Linked DNA regions of Mus musculus: regions 1, 2, 3 and 5 are each linked to region 4. Evidence: chromatin contacts called from public HiChIP or PLAC-seq and promoter capture Hi-C data. All regions are on one chromosome and are shown on one strand. Each heading gives the region's core, a stretch centred on a gene start, on an enhancer-like site or on the middle of the called end of the contact. The rest is flanking DNA. Distances are from core to core; before and after follow the strand shown. Region 1 holds the start of 1700030A11Rik (RIKEN cDNA 1700030A11 gene). Region 2 overlaps Btbd9 (BTB (POZ) domain containing 9). Region 3 holds the start of Slc26a8 (solute carrier family 26, member 8). Region 4 holds the start of Cmtr1 (cap methyltransferase 1). Region 5 holds the start of Kctd20 (potassium channel tetramerisation domain containing 20).

Evidence for each region. Promoter capture Hi-C pulls out the DNA fragments that hold promoters and counts their contacts. HiChIP or PLAC-seq counts read pairs in DNA pulled down with a chosen protein or histone mark.
Region 1: a promoter capture Hi-C map of pre-B cells shows a contact between it and region 4, with 2.4 times the contacts expected there. The contact joins the promoter of 1700030A11Rik here to the promoter of Cmtr1 in region 4. A contact is called at or near these places in 2 of 39 promoter capture datasets (hippocampal neurons and pre-B cells).
Region 2: a FOXA1 HiChIP or PLAC-seq map of pancreatic cancer cells shows a contact between it and region 4. The contact joins the enhancer-like site here to the promoter of Cmtr1 in region 4. A contact is called at or near these places in 1 of 39 promoter capture datasets (embryonic stem cells), 3 of 115 datasets of contacts at active chromatin or transcription factors (embryonic basal ganglia, forebrain and pancreatic cancer cells) and 1 of 9 other capture datasets (macrophages).
Region 3: an H3K4me3 HiChIP or PLAC-seq map of bone marrow-derived macrophages shows a contact between it and region 4, with 5 times the contacts expected there. The contact joins the promoter of Slc26a8 here to the promoter of Cmtr1 in region 4. A contact is called at or near these places in 2 of 39 promoter capture datasets (erythroid cells and pre-B cells) and 1 of 115 datasets of contacts at active chromatin or transcription factors (bone marrow-derived macrophages).
Region 5: a promoter capture Hi-C map of pre-B cells shows a contact between it and region 4, with 4 times the contacts expected there. The contact joins the promoter of Kctd20 here to the promoter of Cmtr1 in region 4. A contact is called at or near these places in 2 of 39 promoter capture datasets (liver and pre-B cells), 1 of 484 Hi-C or Micro-C datasets (B cells), 1 of 115 datasets of contacts at active chromatin or transcription factors (memory CD8 T cells) and 1 of 9 other capture datasets (liver).

The regions. Positions count from the first base shown.
Region 1 is chr17:28,903,868-28,906,567 of GRCm38.p6, forward strand. It overlaps 1700030A11Rik (RIKEN cDNA 1700030A11 gene), which reads left to right and starts at 1,398. Exons shown (of 3, transcript NR_045457.1): 1 at 1,398-1,432; 2 at 1,836-1,920; 3 at 2,137-2,700. It overlaps Bnip5 (BCL2 interacting protein 5), which reads right to left. Exons shown (of 12, transcript NM_172450.3): 4 at 1,824-1,888; 5 at 1,388-1,628; 6 at 649-783.
Region 2 is chr17:30,549,715-30,552,482 of GRCm38.p6, forward strand. The region is part of intron 1 of Btbd9 (BTB (POZ) domain containing 9); the gene reads right to left. Among named protein-coding and RNA genes, the nearest start is that of Btbd9, 25 kb to the right of the region's middle. RefSeq lists an enhancer at 1-2,768. Within about 2 kb of position 1,492, at least 61 of the 459 cell types and tissues checked have an H3K27ac peak or open chromatin away from gene starts, as enhancers often do. A contact at or near this core is called in embryonic stem cells and pancreatic cancer cells, where this site is marked.
Region 3 is chr17:28,688,725-28,691,424 of GRCm38.p6, forward strand. It overlaps Slc26a8 (solute carrier family 26, member 8), which reads right to left and starts at 1,263. Exons shown (of 20, transcript NM_001290320.1): 1 at 993-1,263. It overlaps Mapk14 (mitogen-activated protein kinase 14), which reads left to right and starts at 2,618. Exons shown (of 12, transcript NM_011951.3): 1 at 2,618-2,700.
Region 4 is chr17:29,659,325-29,662,024 of GRCm38.p6, forward strand. It overlaps Cmtr1 (cap methyltransferase 1), which reads left to right and starts at 1,271. Exons shown (of 24, transcript NM_028791.6): 1 at 1,271-1,447. The region is part of intron 7 of Gm28043 (predicted gene, 28043); the gene reads left to right.
Region 5 is chr17:28,951,146-28,953,845 of GRCm38.p6, forward strand. It overlaps Kctd20 (potassium channel tetramerisation domain containing 20), which reads left to right and starts at 1,291. Exons shown (of 8, transcript NM_001356300.1): 1 at 1,291-1,424.

The DNA of each region.
Region 1 (2,700 bases), core at 148-2,647, 760 kb before region 4:
CTGGTGTGACTGAGAAACGTGACAGTATACTCACATACATAAAATAAGTAAATAAATAAATCTTTAAAAAAAAAAAAAAACCCGGGCAGTGGTGGCGCAAGCCTTTAATCCCAGCACTTGGGAGGCAGAGGCAGGCAGATTTCTGAGTTCGAGGCCAACCTGGTCTACAGAGTGAGTTCCAGGACAGCCAGGACTATGCAGAGAAATCCTGTCTCGAACAAAAACAAATAATAATAATAATAAAACCGATAACTGTATGGAAACCTCCCTTCTGTGTTCTCAGCCCCTTCCTGGCACCACGGCAGCTCTCAGCCGCCCACCTAACGGCAATAACCACGCTCGGTAGCAACACAACCTGTTGGCTGACAGGCCGACCCTGCTATACCTTACAGGCAGTCATTCAATTAGAACTTCCAGCAAATCTCAAGGTCCAGCCTTGCAAAATGGGGAAACTGAGGCTAACGGGTGAAATGTGCTGTCTCCACAGCCCGAGGCCTCCCACAGAGAGACTGAAATAGGCCTTGGCCTCCCTCGCTCTGCCTCAACTTGCCCTTTCCAAATGGCAGAGTCTAGACAGATGGGCTATTTGCTGGAGGTGGGGGGGTAGGGGTGGCGGAGGGGGGTGTTTCTGAGGGGCAAGGGACTAACTGGATTCGGAGGCTCTGTCCAGCAGTGGCTTCTCCTCGGGTCCCTGAAATATGGCAGCTGGTGTGTGGAGCTCAGAGGGATGGGAGCCTCCACCATCTACAGACGGGACCTCTTGGAACTCAGGCGCCTCCAAGTCTGGGAAGCAGAAAGTCACAGTCAGTGTGTGTGTCAGCCACGCCCAGCAACCTGAGCCTGGGCAGGTGCCAGTGTACGCCACCCGTGGGCTCTGCAAGGCTTGCAAGGCTATGCCGGGTCTGGGGCTCTGTTTGCGGACCCCGACCATGCTCTCTGCATGAAAAGAACTGTCTTTCCTTGGCTTCTCTTTTTCTTTCCATGGGGTTTCCTTACCTAGCCGCTGTTTTCGGTTGGTCCACTAGGGGGCAGAAGGTGCCTGGCTCCGTGCCACGAATGAAGAAGAGCCATGGCCTAAACCGCCTTGCATGAAAATCTCTCCTCTTATGACCCCAAATCCACGCTCTCCTGACAACGGTGTCATACAAGTCTAGCCCCCATCCACCCTAACGCCCACGAAGAGCCAACGAGACCAGCCCTTCTCCCTCCGGCTCTGGCTCTGAGGGATCCCACTTGTACCCAAGTGAGACCATGTGGAGGGGAAAAGCTTTGATCTCTTCTCCATCTCCATCCTCCCTACACTGCTCAAGGCATAGTGTGGGCATCAGAAAGATTCCAGAGCAGGAGGCAGCTGCAGTTGCTATGGCAACTGCTAGAGCCTGCTTACCAAGGCTGCTGGAGGTGGAAGCTCGCTGGCTACTAACACACAGGGGTAGGAAGCTGGGCCTCTTGGGCCGGGTTTCTGGGCCCAGGGTAGTGGCTGTGCCGACTCTCTTGGGTTCCTCAGAGGCAGGCTTCTTGAGGGATAAGACTCTCTTCAGGCTGGACTTCTTCTCCTGGGATTTCTTCCTGGGGAGTGGCGTTGGCTTTCGTGGAGGAACCGCTTCTGGCTGAGGGATTTGCACTTGCTGTGGGGAGGAGAAAGAAACTGGGTTAGATCCCTGGCCTTGAGGAGAGGCGAAAGGCAACCCCAGACAGGGCCGACCCAGAGCGGGAGGTGGCTTCTGGAATTAGGGAGTGGGGCTAACTGGACGGGGAGGCGGGGCACGAACCGGGAGCTGCAGCAGCTCTGCAGGCGCTCTCTGATGCCTGCGCCTCCTCACCTCTTCTTCCAGTTGGTCTCCAGCTTTCTTGAGCAATTCCACAATCTGCCAGATGACATCATCCTCTGCAAGAGAGCATGGGTCCCACCACTCCTAGGTATGCAGACAGTATCCAGATCTGGACTCCCAGGGAGAACGAAACCAGCCTGGATCCCTCAGGATTGAGGTTCCCCAATACCCAAAGACCCTCCCATCCCCCCCCAATACCCAAAGACCCTCTCATCCCCCACCATCCTGACTGAATATGGGAAAGTATTTTTGAGGCAAAGTATGACTTTTTAAATGTGTTAATTTTTTATAATTCAATTATTAGGGAGAAGAGAAACACATGTGGCGATCAGAGGATATCTCTCGGAAGCCAGTTCTCTCCTTTTATTATATGGGTCCCAGGAATCAAACTCACATCATCGGGGCTTGCTGGAACATGCCTTTACCCTCTGAGCCATCTCACAGCCCAAAGCATGATGTTTTATGCAGGGATTTAAGGCCCGATGTCCACCTGCCCTGTCAACTGAGCTTTCTAGATCTGGGAACTTTGAATTGGTAGTGGCTAAATCACTTTCCCCTCCGGATCTTTACAGCTTTCCCTGCGAAATATGGGTCACAATCTCTCATGGGCTGTCAGGACATCAAACAAAGGAGCAGGAGTTAGAAACATTTCCCAAGGCTGATTCCAAGTCTTCCAGCCCCACATAATAACAGGTCCCTATCCTAAGGCACAGAGAGGACATCAGCTGGCGCTCCACAGGTCACACTGGACCTGCCCCATGGCTGCTTCCACTACTCCTCACACCAGAACATTTCCTTGGGTGGCTTGTTTTGCCTTACACAAGGGTGATGTGCCCACTCCACTAGCTGCACCCCAAAGGTCTGTTTG
Region 2 (2,768 bases), core at 242-2,741, 890 kb after region 4:
GGCCCACTGGTAAGTTACCCACACTCCTATAAACAACCCTAATTAAACTCACTGGTTTGCAAAACAAAACCACAGGAGGTAGAAGCATACTGGGAGCCGGATCCTGGGGAGTTGCAGCGGGACTAGAAAGGGCAAGTGGGGGTGGGTATGTTGCATATCATATGCAAACTATATGATATGCATATATGAGTATGTCACGATGTAGGTGATTATGTGTATGTGAATAAAACAGACATAAGTAATTTAAATATCTCCATTATTTAAACTAAATGCTTTAATTACAAAGTTTTCCTTGGGGCTGGAGGGAAGTTAAGAGCACTTTGGCTCTTGGAGAGGACTGACCGGCTACCAAAGGCCTCATTGGGCAGCTCACAACCACGTGGAACTCTAGCTCCAGGCAACCCAATGCCCTCCTTTGACCTCTGTGGCTTATCTGTGCACATCCACAAGATATATTCACAAAGGCACACGCACACAAATATTTTTTTAAGTGAAAGGGGAATATGGTTTCCTTTCCTCTAGTCTCAGTCAGCCCCAATTACTAGTGGCTACTTCCCAGCTTTCTTTTCAAATAGGGTTAAGCACAGCAAAGCACTGTGCTGTGCAGAGTTCCCCACTGTTCTCAGGCTAGACACACTGCAGTACAGGGAGCGCAGTGCAGCCCTCAGAGCCCACACAGCTCAGCCACAGCACTGCAGCACCTCACCACCAAACAAAACTCCCGCTCTCCTGTTCGTGGGGACAGAAACCACTGGTCCTCTTCCTAACCCTTCGGTGCCATTTACTTTGGAGGAGCCTGTGTGCTTCTTTCTAGTGGGCTGAGGCCTCTGGGAGAAACTGAAAGAATGAAAATTGAGAAGGAAGCCATTCACAGGGCTCAGTTCCAGGGATATCTGCTTCTCAACTAGCACTCACGAACTGGTGAAGGCTCACCACACTCTGAGCTAAGCACAGCACAGCCACAGGAGACTCTGAAAGAGGAGGTGACAGTGACTCCTGAATACCAAGAATTCCTCTCTCTTCACTGTGTAGGTTACCCAGAGCTCATACATCAGAAGATAAGTAACTATCCTTCCCCATGACCTCCCTCCACTGTATATTTCACTGTATATTTCAGTATAAGGCATTCACAGTTCCTGGAGTTGTCAAGTCTTTTCCCTAGAAACTGCTGGAGTGGTGGGTGGCCCACAAGTGCCTCTCTACTCTGAAGGTGTCTATGGAATGCAGCCAGAGCAAACAAAGCATACTGAGTAATTCCCTGTTTGGAACGGGAAAGGCACCTCACAACTTCAGGATGATATGAGAGCAAACTTCTCCACTGGTACCCCAACTCCACCTAAACCCCAGTCAGAAAAGAGGAGCTGGAGTTGGGGGGGGGGGCTTTTTTTTTTCAATGCCTCTTCTGCTGGCTGACTCCTCTACAGACTAATGTCTGACTCCTGTCCTCTGAAGCTGCAGTGACAGTGGCCTTATAACAACACACATGGCTACTGAGCTAGTCCTGTGGCTAGTCCAAAGAAAACCACTGTCAAAGCTGGAAATACACATCATATTGCAAAGACTCAGCACTGCACTTCACTCAGCAGATGGGAAAACACTATTCTAGATCTGAGGACTCATCAGTCACTTCCCCGGCTCCCTGTACTTTCTCCTTCACATGGTTCCTGGGCTTTTGCAAGTGCACACAGGGCAGCATCCATCACACCTCTGGAGGCAGCGGGGCTTTAGAACAGGGCATCAGAGGATATCGAAAGTGATGGTGCACGCCTTTAATCCCAGCACTCGGGAGGCAGAGGCAGGCAGATTTCTGAGTTCGAGGCCAGCCTGCGAAAAAAACAAACAGAAAGAAAGAAAGAAAGAAAGAAAGAAAGAAAGAAAGAAAAAAATTTACACTGCCTGGGTTCAAGCCTTGGCAGCACCATTTAATAGGCTGTAGCTTTGGACATATTAGTTAACATCCTCCCAAACTACACTTTTTAAATATTCTTTATAAAGAATTATTATGTCTGTGTATGGGGGAGGGGCAAACGAGTCACAGCATATGGGAGTGGAAGTCAGATAACTCTTTGGGGTCCCTTGGGCTCCAGGGATCTAACAGAGGTTGTCAAGCCTGGGTGACAAGCACTTTACCTGCTGTGAACCATCTCACTGGCCTAAACTTCCCTTTTGTCTTCTACACAATGTAAGTAATAGAGAAACACTACTGTCCTGCATGCAAGGAAACCTCACCCATTTACTACAGTTATGACCACCGCCACCCACCACCAGTACACATGAAAAAAAGGACAGAGCTAACAGGAGCTGGAAAGATGGAAGAAGGGTAGCAACCGTGGCAACTCCAGAGCTGACGCTCTGATTAGTGCCAAAGAGATACAGTGGAAAGGCCCATGTTGGCATATAAAGAACTAAAGAGACTGAAATCAGAGCCACAGACACAAGCTCTATGGAAAAGTCCTGTGTTCGATTTCGATTCACCATCCTCAGTGTTCCCACATAACTCAGAAAACATGACTACACAGGGGCAGAGGAACCAACTGCTGTCCACAGTTGTGTAGGGGCATTAGCTAGGGCTCTGGGCAACCTAGCGACTACACTTGAAGTCTTCTGAACTCCATTCCACCTATCAATGTTCACAGCTCCTACCATGCATACTGCCAAGGAATGGAAACGATCATGCCCCTACATAGGCACTGATTTCGCTGGCCCTAGCCCAGCCTCCTCACGTGTTCAACCCACAGTGGAAGCCAGGATGTGGTACTGCTGGGTTT
Region 3 (2,700 bases), core at 13-2,512, 970 kb before region 4:
GCTAAAAAACACTTAAAAAAAAATACAAGCACGTTAACACAGCTCTTTTTGCTTCTGCTACCCTCAGCCATCTGTCCATCCATCCATTCACCCACTCACTGATTCGTTTAAAATCTCTATTTGGGATATTTTAAATGCAAAAAAATGTAACCCGATTTATAAAATTTTGACTCAAAGGACCAGAAACCCTCAAAATTAGTTAAGGTACAAGAATATCTTTTACCTAATTAAGTCATCTTTCACATGCTTTCTAAAACCATAAGACAAAATTCACTTCCAATTAAAAAAAAAAAAAAAAAAAAGCACTTGTATTTCCCAACCAAAAACCTCATTGCCTGTGACTCTCAGTTTTGGTGGAGAATGTATTGGGGATGGTCTAGTGGCAGGAGATGCTTGAAGGTGGCAGCCCTCCAGCTGCTGACAGGTCACATAAACACCTTCCCTTAATGCTAGTCAGTGTGATACCAAGCAGGTGTGGTAGAGAGATCCTCATTACTGGGCTGAACAGTGGAGACTTCATGGGGGGACCCAAAGTCCAGCAATAAGGACTAGAAGACAGAGAAGGAGGAGAGGGGACAGAGGGTGGGCTTAAGGCAGAGAGAACAAAATGAGCAGAACAGTAAAGTCTGGAAGCAAAGGGGGCCCTGAGCTGCGGCCTGATGAGGACACAGAGAGTGGAAGTGTGGGGGGCCCACAGTCCAGTTCCTTCAGCTGTGGACATCACAGAGATGCGAATTTTTGAAAGGATCCAGTATGCAAATTCCATGTTGTCTCTTGCCATTTCGGTTTCACGCAGCCTTTCTATAAGGAGAGAGAAGTTCCAGGGACCACCGCTATTCATTCATTCATTCATTCATTCATTCACCCACTCCTTGTGCCTGGGACACTCCTGGCTCTGCAGGTGACCCAAGCAGCCACGCTCTGGGACGCGAGCGGGCTGTCAGCTCCCAGGCGGCAGCCAGAGCTCCGGACCGCTCCCGACCCAGGCTCACCTGGTTTCCGGTGGCCCGCAGGAGCGCAGACGCTGGGGACAGACTCGGCTCCAGCCTGGCTGGCGGCAGCGCTGCGGACGCGGAGGCCGGCAGTTCCGGAGCCGTTGCTGCAGAACCCGCGGGCGTTCCGGCTGTGCGGGTGACGGGCGAGGATGGCATCTGGGCCGAGGAGAAGGGGTCCCTGCTGCCCTCCACATACCCGGATCTTCTAGAAATAGCCACGAGAATAAGATTTCCCCTTTCTCCTGCTCGGTGTAGGCATGGGTGGATGTGGGTTCTTACGGGTCTAACTTTCCCCATTCACTTTTATTAGCTTTCTCGGCTTCTACGGAAGATTCCACTAGGTGGGAATGCAGGGTCGCATTGATCTTGTAGAGACTAGAACCAGGGCCTAAGAAAGCTCAACAGACTTACCTAAATGAGATGCGGTCAGAATGCTCGCCCTAGTAGTTCTCCATACTCTCAGAGGCATGAATTAAGTCTTTAATACCCACCCCCCAATTTTCTTTTAAATTTCTAAACTTTGGATGGCTCTAAAGGGCAAGAGTCGGTCTCAAACCCGAGTGATGGTTTTTGGGGTGTTGCACATACGGTCTCATCACTACACAGCAGAGGCTTGGTCTCCTGGTTTTTCCAAATGCTAGAATTACAGGATTTGTAAATACAAATAAACAAATAAATAAATAAACAAATAAATAAATAAGAAGGGTCCCCTGGTCTTTCCAAATGCTGGAATTACAGGTTGTGTATAAATAAATAAATAAGAGAAAGGTCTCTTGGTCTTTTCAAATGCTGGAATTACAGGTTCTGTACATATAAATAAATAGTATGAAAGGGTCTCCTGGTCTTTCTAAATGCTGGAATTACAGGCTGTGTAAATAGATATATATGTATGCATGTATATGAAGGGTTTTCTGGTCTTTCCAAATGCCGGAATTGCAGGTGGTGTAAATATAAATAAATAAATGAGAAGACCTTCCTGAAATGGAATGACCTACTTGCAGTGTGTGTGTGTACCTTCCCCTTCCAGTAGTGGGTATTGAACCCAGGGCCTTGCAAATGCTGGTCCCCAGCCTGGAAGTGGCCATTCATGATGTCTACCTCTGACCTCGTGCATTGGAACTCCCTGTGGGTCCCTGGAACCTCCTTCTGCCACTTCTGCCTGAAAACATGTAGGAGCGCCTGGAGGGAGAGCCTGGGCTTTGAGGCAAGACTAATATTTGCCTAGGGGGCAGGTTTCACCAGCATCCCGAGGTGAGCCACTTGTCCTTGAGCAGACCGGAATGCGACAGCTTTCTGGACAGGGCCTGTCTGTTCTTTCAAGTTGTTCTTGGAAATTGACGACTCTAGTGAGCAGGTTGCTCGGAGTTCAAAGATCATTTGGCTCTCTTCCCCGACGCTGTCACAGCGGCTTTCCGCCATGGCGCCAGGCATTCGCCCGTGCGACCACAGAGAGGCGCGCGCGCCCCGCGCTGCGGCCTCCACCCTTGGCGCCCCGGGGAGCCCAGTCCCCGAGAGTTCCTGCCTCGGCTCCCCAAGCCGCGTCCCTCTTCTCGCGAGATCTGCCGGCCCTGCGCGCTCTTCTCGCGACCCCCCGCCCCGTGGGCAGGTTCCATATTGGGTAAGATCTGGATTCAGAGCGGGGCCTCCTTGGAGCTGTTCTCGCGAGAGTTCCGCGAGAGGCTCCCGGCCGCTGCCTGTGGGATCG
Region 4 (2,700 bases), core at 21-2,520:
ATATTGGTCTGAAAATGGGAAGAGGAGTTAGAGTTACAGCCCATCTCAGTGCATATGGTCAAATGCCACAGATGCCATTATTTCTTTTAGTCTGAGGCATTGAGAATCAGATCTAGGATCTGGTGTGTACCGGACGAACAGTCTTGACACTGAGCTATGCCTAGTCCAATGTTAAATATGTCCTATGGAACAGGAACAGGTCTTTGACCTTGGCCAGTTTGTGTCTCTGACTGTATTCTTTTTTGTTGTTGTTGTTGTTTGTTTTGTTTTTCGAGACAGGGTTTCTCTGTGTAGCCCTGGCTGTCCTGGAACTCACTTTGTAGACCAGGCTGGCCTCGAACTCAGAAATAGGCCTGCCTCTGCCTCCCGAGTGCTGGGATTAAAGGCGTGTGCCACCACGCCCGGCTCCTCTGACTGTATTCTTAAATCTATATAATGACGATACTGTAGTAAGCTACCAAACTAGTTACGCCATGTTGTGAAACACTTTCTAGGATTTTTTTTTCCCACTTTCCAAGTCAGGGTCTTACAATATATCCCTGGCTGTCCTGGAAGTAGCTATGTAGACTAGGCTGGCTTCGAACTCACAGAGATATGCCTGTCTCTGCTTTCTGAGTGCTGGCATTAAAGGTGTTCGACACTACCACCTAGCTCCTAAGAATACTTTCATTGCTAAAACTATTTTGGGCAAAAATTCGTCTCCGGTCACTTCGACCAGTCATTAAATCTTATGCTAAACTGGTCTCTTGATCAGCCATAAATTTCTATACCATGTGATTGTGATTCTGACCTAAAGGTTAACTGCCTGACCATTTAATTGTTATCACTCTGCTTCTGAAAAGAAAAAAAAAGCAATGTTTGCTTGTTGCACATGTTTGGAGCTGCCTTTCTGTATACATCACAGTTGCAGTCCTTGTCTTTAAAATGTCGAACAAACTGGAGGTCCGAGGGTGCTTCCCGCTCCTCTGCCTGAGACAGCCCCACCGGTGGTAATAAATAATAAAGACTCCACATGATTTATTAAGACATCTTGGGAGTTTTCCTTCTTCAGGTAATCCATAACAAGATGAATAAACTGAGGTGAAGTATTGATTTCCCTTCTTTAGGGCGAGAGTAGACAAGGGTTATTTTCCTAGTGGCTTTTCTCTGCCCCCCCATTCTTTCGCGGTCCCCCTTCCGCGCAGGCGCCTCGGGTCCTGCGCGCTGTGCGACCTGGGCAGTTCCCCAGGGCCAAGCCTGAGCCCAGCGGGGGCGGGGCTGGCGGGCTCGTGACGTTATCAAGCGGCGCCGCCCGCGGGGCGGGTTCCGAGCGCGACCGCGCAGCTAGCCGGCCCTGCGAGGAAAACGAAAGTGAGGGAGGAGGAGGTTGCAGGGCCAGCCTGGGCGGCGACAGTGGCGGCCTGGTCCCTCGTCTCCGCTCGCCGGCTACTCGCCCCATCCCCTCAGCGTGAGTGCAGGCGCGCGGCCCCGGGGGTGCGAGCGGGCGGGCGCACGGGCACAGCATCCTTCCCCTGCGGCGGCCGCTTTGCCCGCTTTCGGGTAGCCTCTCTCTGCTCCTGCCCCCTGTCTTGTCCCCAGCAACCTCTCGGAGCCGAGGTTGCCGCTGCTGCTGGTCGCCGCGCACACAGTATCACACCTGACGTTTCCAAAGGAGAAGCTCCGTCGGGGAGATGGCGTTCCCTTCTTTCCCCTCTGCATACGGGGGTTAGCAGCGCTTAGAAGTGCCTGGTCACAGCGCGTCTGCCATTGTAGGTCACTCGATAGCCCTTTGGCCTTCCCCTGGCCGAGGAAATGAGAGGATTGGCTTGGATTCCCTGCGAGGCCCCAGTCGAAGGTGCTGTGGTGGAGGGGGACGTTCGTATCTGCCGCCTTGCCCTTCTACAAAGCTGTTTCCTGTTCTCTCACTTGCCCCATCGCAGACCACACTGAGTTCCCAGTGGCACCCCCCACCCCCGCTTCACCCACACCCACCGGGACGACTTAAGAGTTAAATGAGACCCATTTTATGTGCTGTGAAGCCTCAGCGATGAGCTTTCCAGTAGGCTCACCTATCTGTGATGTCAAGTAAAAATGTGGCTCCTCGGGCCTGGCTTTCTGTTGGCTCAGTCGCCTGGCTTTCCTGCTTTCCTCTAATAGGCACTGCTACTGTCACTTAGGAAATTGCCACCTGAGATTGGGATGATCGTACATTGGGTCCACAGGTTCATCCTCGGGCTGGAAATACGGAAACCTTTTGCTAGGTTTCAAGGGGAGGGATTGCTATATCCCTTCAAATTCCATTACTTTCTTACCTCGACTGCTGATGCTCATTCTCCCTCCACCCCAGCAAATATTTTGAAATAAGTTGAACTGGCTCTGATTTTCATAGACAATATTGAGTATCAGTTCATAGTCAAAACAACACATGGTCTTAAAACTATATGTCTGACTCAAACGCCAGAGAAGTCTGTTCTTGTATCCCAGCGTCCCTGTTCCCCAAAGATACCAGTGTACCTCCAACTTTTAAGTCTTTTCTCTTTTCTGAGTTCTTTGAATACACTACTTTTCCTGAAGATTTTGTAATTTTTTTTTGACTTTTTGAGACAGGGTTTCTCTGTGTAGCCCTGGCTGTCCTGGAACTCTGTAGACCAGGCTGGCCTCCAACTCAGAAATTCGCCTGCCTCTGCCTCCCAAGTGCTGGAATTAGAGGTGTGCACAACC
Region 5 (2,700 bases), core at 41-2,540, 710 kb before region 4:
GTTTCCTCTGTGTAGCCCTGGCTGTTCTGGAATTCACTTTGTAGACCCAGTTTCCTGACTGGATTCCCTGACTTCCCTTAGTGACAGGTGGTATGGGGGAAACTGGGCAAGGTAGACCCGTCCCCCTCCTCCCCTCCCCCCCCCAGAAGCAACATAAGCCAAATAAGGGGGACCTCGATTTCCTGATCCTCCTGCCTCTACCTCCCAAGTGCTAGGATTAATGCTGTGCACACAGGTATTCCCTATATTTTTTTGCGTGGTTTTATTAGTTTATTTAGTGCTCAGCAGCAGTTTTAAAGTAGAATAATGTCAGCACTTGGGAGACAGGGACAGGAGGATGAGGAGTCCAAAGCCATCCTTGGCTACACAGCAAATTCAACATGGGCTGCGGCGTCACATCTCAATAAAATGAACTCGGACCTGGAGACGTAGCTCAACTGGTAGAATAATGGCCTAGGGTGCATGAAGCCCTGGGTTACACCAGAGCCCTTCATAATTCGGCTACGGTAGGGCTTGTCTGTAACCCTATCCATCACTCACATGGTGAAGGTCGGATCAGAGGTGCAAGGCCATACTGGGATAAAGGAGACTGTCTCAAAAAACAAAGAACACCCCATGTATTAAGAGTGGAGAGCCAGGGAGGAGGGAGAAGGGAAATAAAGGTTAAAACAAGCAAACCCCCAATAGAACGAAACACCCAAAACTAGAAGTCTGTGCAATCATTGTGATGGTGTAATCAACTGGTCTGATAACTTTCTTAAGTACAAAAGCCACAAGTCCCCGTGACCCTGAGAGATGGAGCCAGGTTCCTCCTCTCAGGTTCCCTTGTGCGGTTCACAGGAAGCAAGGCAACCAGCTTTCTAATAGTTTGCTTCCAGGTAACATGAAACCTGTAGAATCTTGTTTGCTATCGCAGATTGTTCCGTGAAACTCAAGAGTTGGGGGGAAGTTTTTGTTTTCTCTTTTATCTTGTTTTGTTGTTGTTGATGTTTTTCTGTCTTTGGGCTGCAGTTCATATCCATCCGCCACACAAAGGCGATAGGCTCATCTTTCCGTGAGCATCACGCGTTCCGGGGCGACCCAGCCTCTTTCACCTTCGAGCCTGCAGCTCGCTTTCCTGTCTGAGCCCCTTGGGTGATGGAGCGCAAGCGGCGGCGGCGCGCGTTACTGGGCCGCCCTGGCGAAGAGCCCCAGTTCCCGGCCGGCCGGGCAGGCAGGCGAGGCCCCGGCCTATGGCGGAGTCCGCGGCGGGGGCGGGGCGAGCCGCGCGGCCTTCCCGGCATGCCCCGCGGTGGGCGGGGCTCTTGTTTTGAAGGGCCGGGTGACTCAACCGGGGATCCGCGGCCAGGGCGGGGGCGCGCGGTGGCCGGAGCTTGGAGGTGGCTTCGGGGCTCGGTGTCGGAGAGCGCGGCAGCAAGCGGCCGGTGAGTGCCGAGTGACAGGGTGGGCGGGCGAGCGGGCAGGTGATGGCGCGGGCTGATGATGGCGGCGGGCGCGACGCTGCGGCCTGAGAGGCCCCGTGCGGGCTCCTCCCCGGCCTGGGGAGAAAGGAGAAGCCGGGCGAGGCTGCCGACCAACCACGCAGGGCCACCGGTAGCCCAGGCTGGGGAAGGTTGGTCGCGCTTTCCCAGAACCTCTGGAATCTTCTGTCGGTCCTGTCGCCCCTCTGTTGTCATCCCATGCTTAGTGCAGAACTGGGAGATTTTTTTCTTGCATATAAGAACTTTTTATAGCAGACAGTGTCGTCAGGCTTGCGCCATGAGGACACCTCCTCCCCTTTGTGGGAATTTGTCATTCTTTCTGAACATTCCTGGATTGGGCTGATTTACTATTTAGAAGTAAATCTAATCTTTTAAGTGAGAATTCAGCAAACGAACTAACAGACAGGCCAGGAACTCTGACCAACCAAGCTCTTTCACGGTGTCTGTTTGCTGATAGACAATTGTTTACCTAGAAATTTGAGATTTCTTTTTAAATGATCTCCCAAACAGAATGTTGGAATAATATTAGTTGTGACGAACCTTGAATTAGAACGTCAACCCCACTCCAGAGGAACAAAAACAAAATCTTAAAGTAGCAGTTCTCAAACGCGTTTTGCAGGTCGCTAGCACGGCTCCCAGAAATTAATTCTAGAAATCTAGGGTGGACCCCTGAGTCTACTAGTGCTGGCAGGCAACCACCCCGCTTGGGCCGCCTTGGTAAGCCAGGAACCGGACCTTAGGAAACCAAGATTAGCTTGGCCTGAGGACTGTAAATACTGTCTCATGTCCTTTTCTTTCTGTTGACTTACTCCTCTCCTGTCCGTAATCAGTCGGGAGTCAAGAAGCCCTGATTCGGAAGGCTGTGTGAGAAAGGATAGTGCTTTCTGGAGCCCTTACATGAGAGCAGGAAATGGCTTTTTATCCATATCCTGTTATTGCCTGGGTGGGAGAAAGATGGCGTGGATCAGGCTAACCCACCTTGTTTCTCTCAGGAGCCTGTTGGTAGGATCGTGGGAGCTTGAGCATGTCATTAGGTCTTGGCTCCCACCTCAGCTCTCTGCTTTCCTTCTCATGGTATCAGCCAGGGAGTGCCCGGAGCCTGGGGGGTCTCTGATTCCCTGGGATGTGCCAGCATCAGTAGTATTTATGGGCTTTTAGTTGTGGGTATCAATTCACTAGCTACAGAATATCTGAATGATGCCTAGCTTACACAGTACAA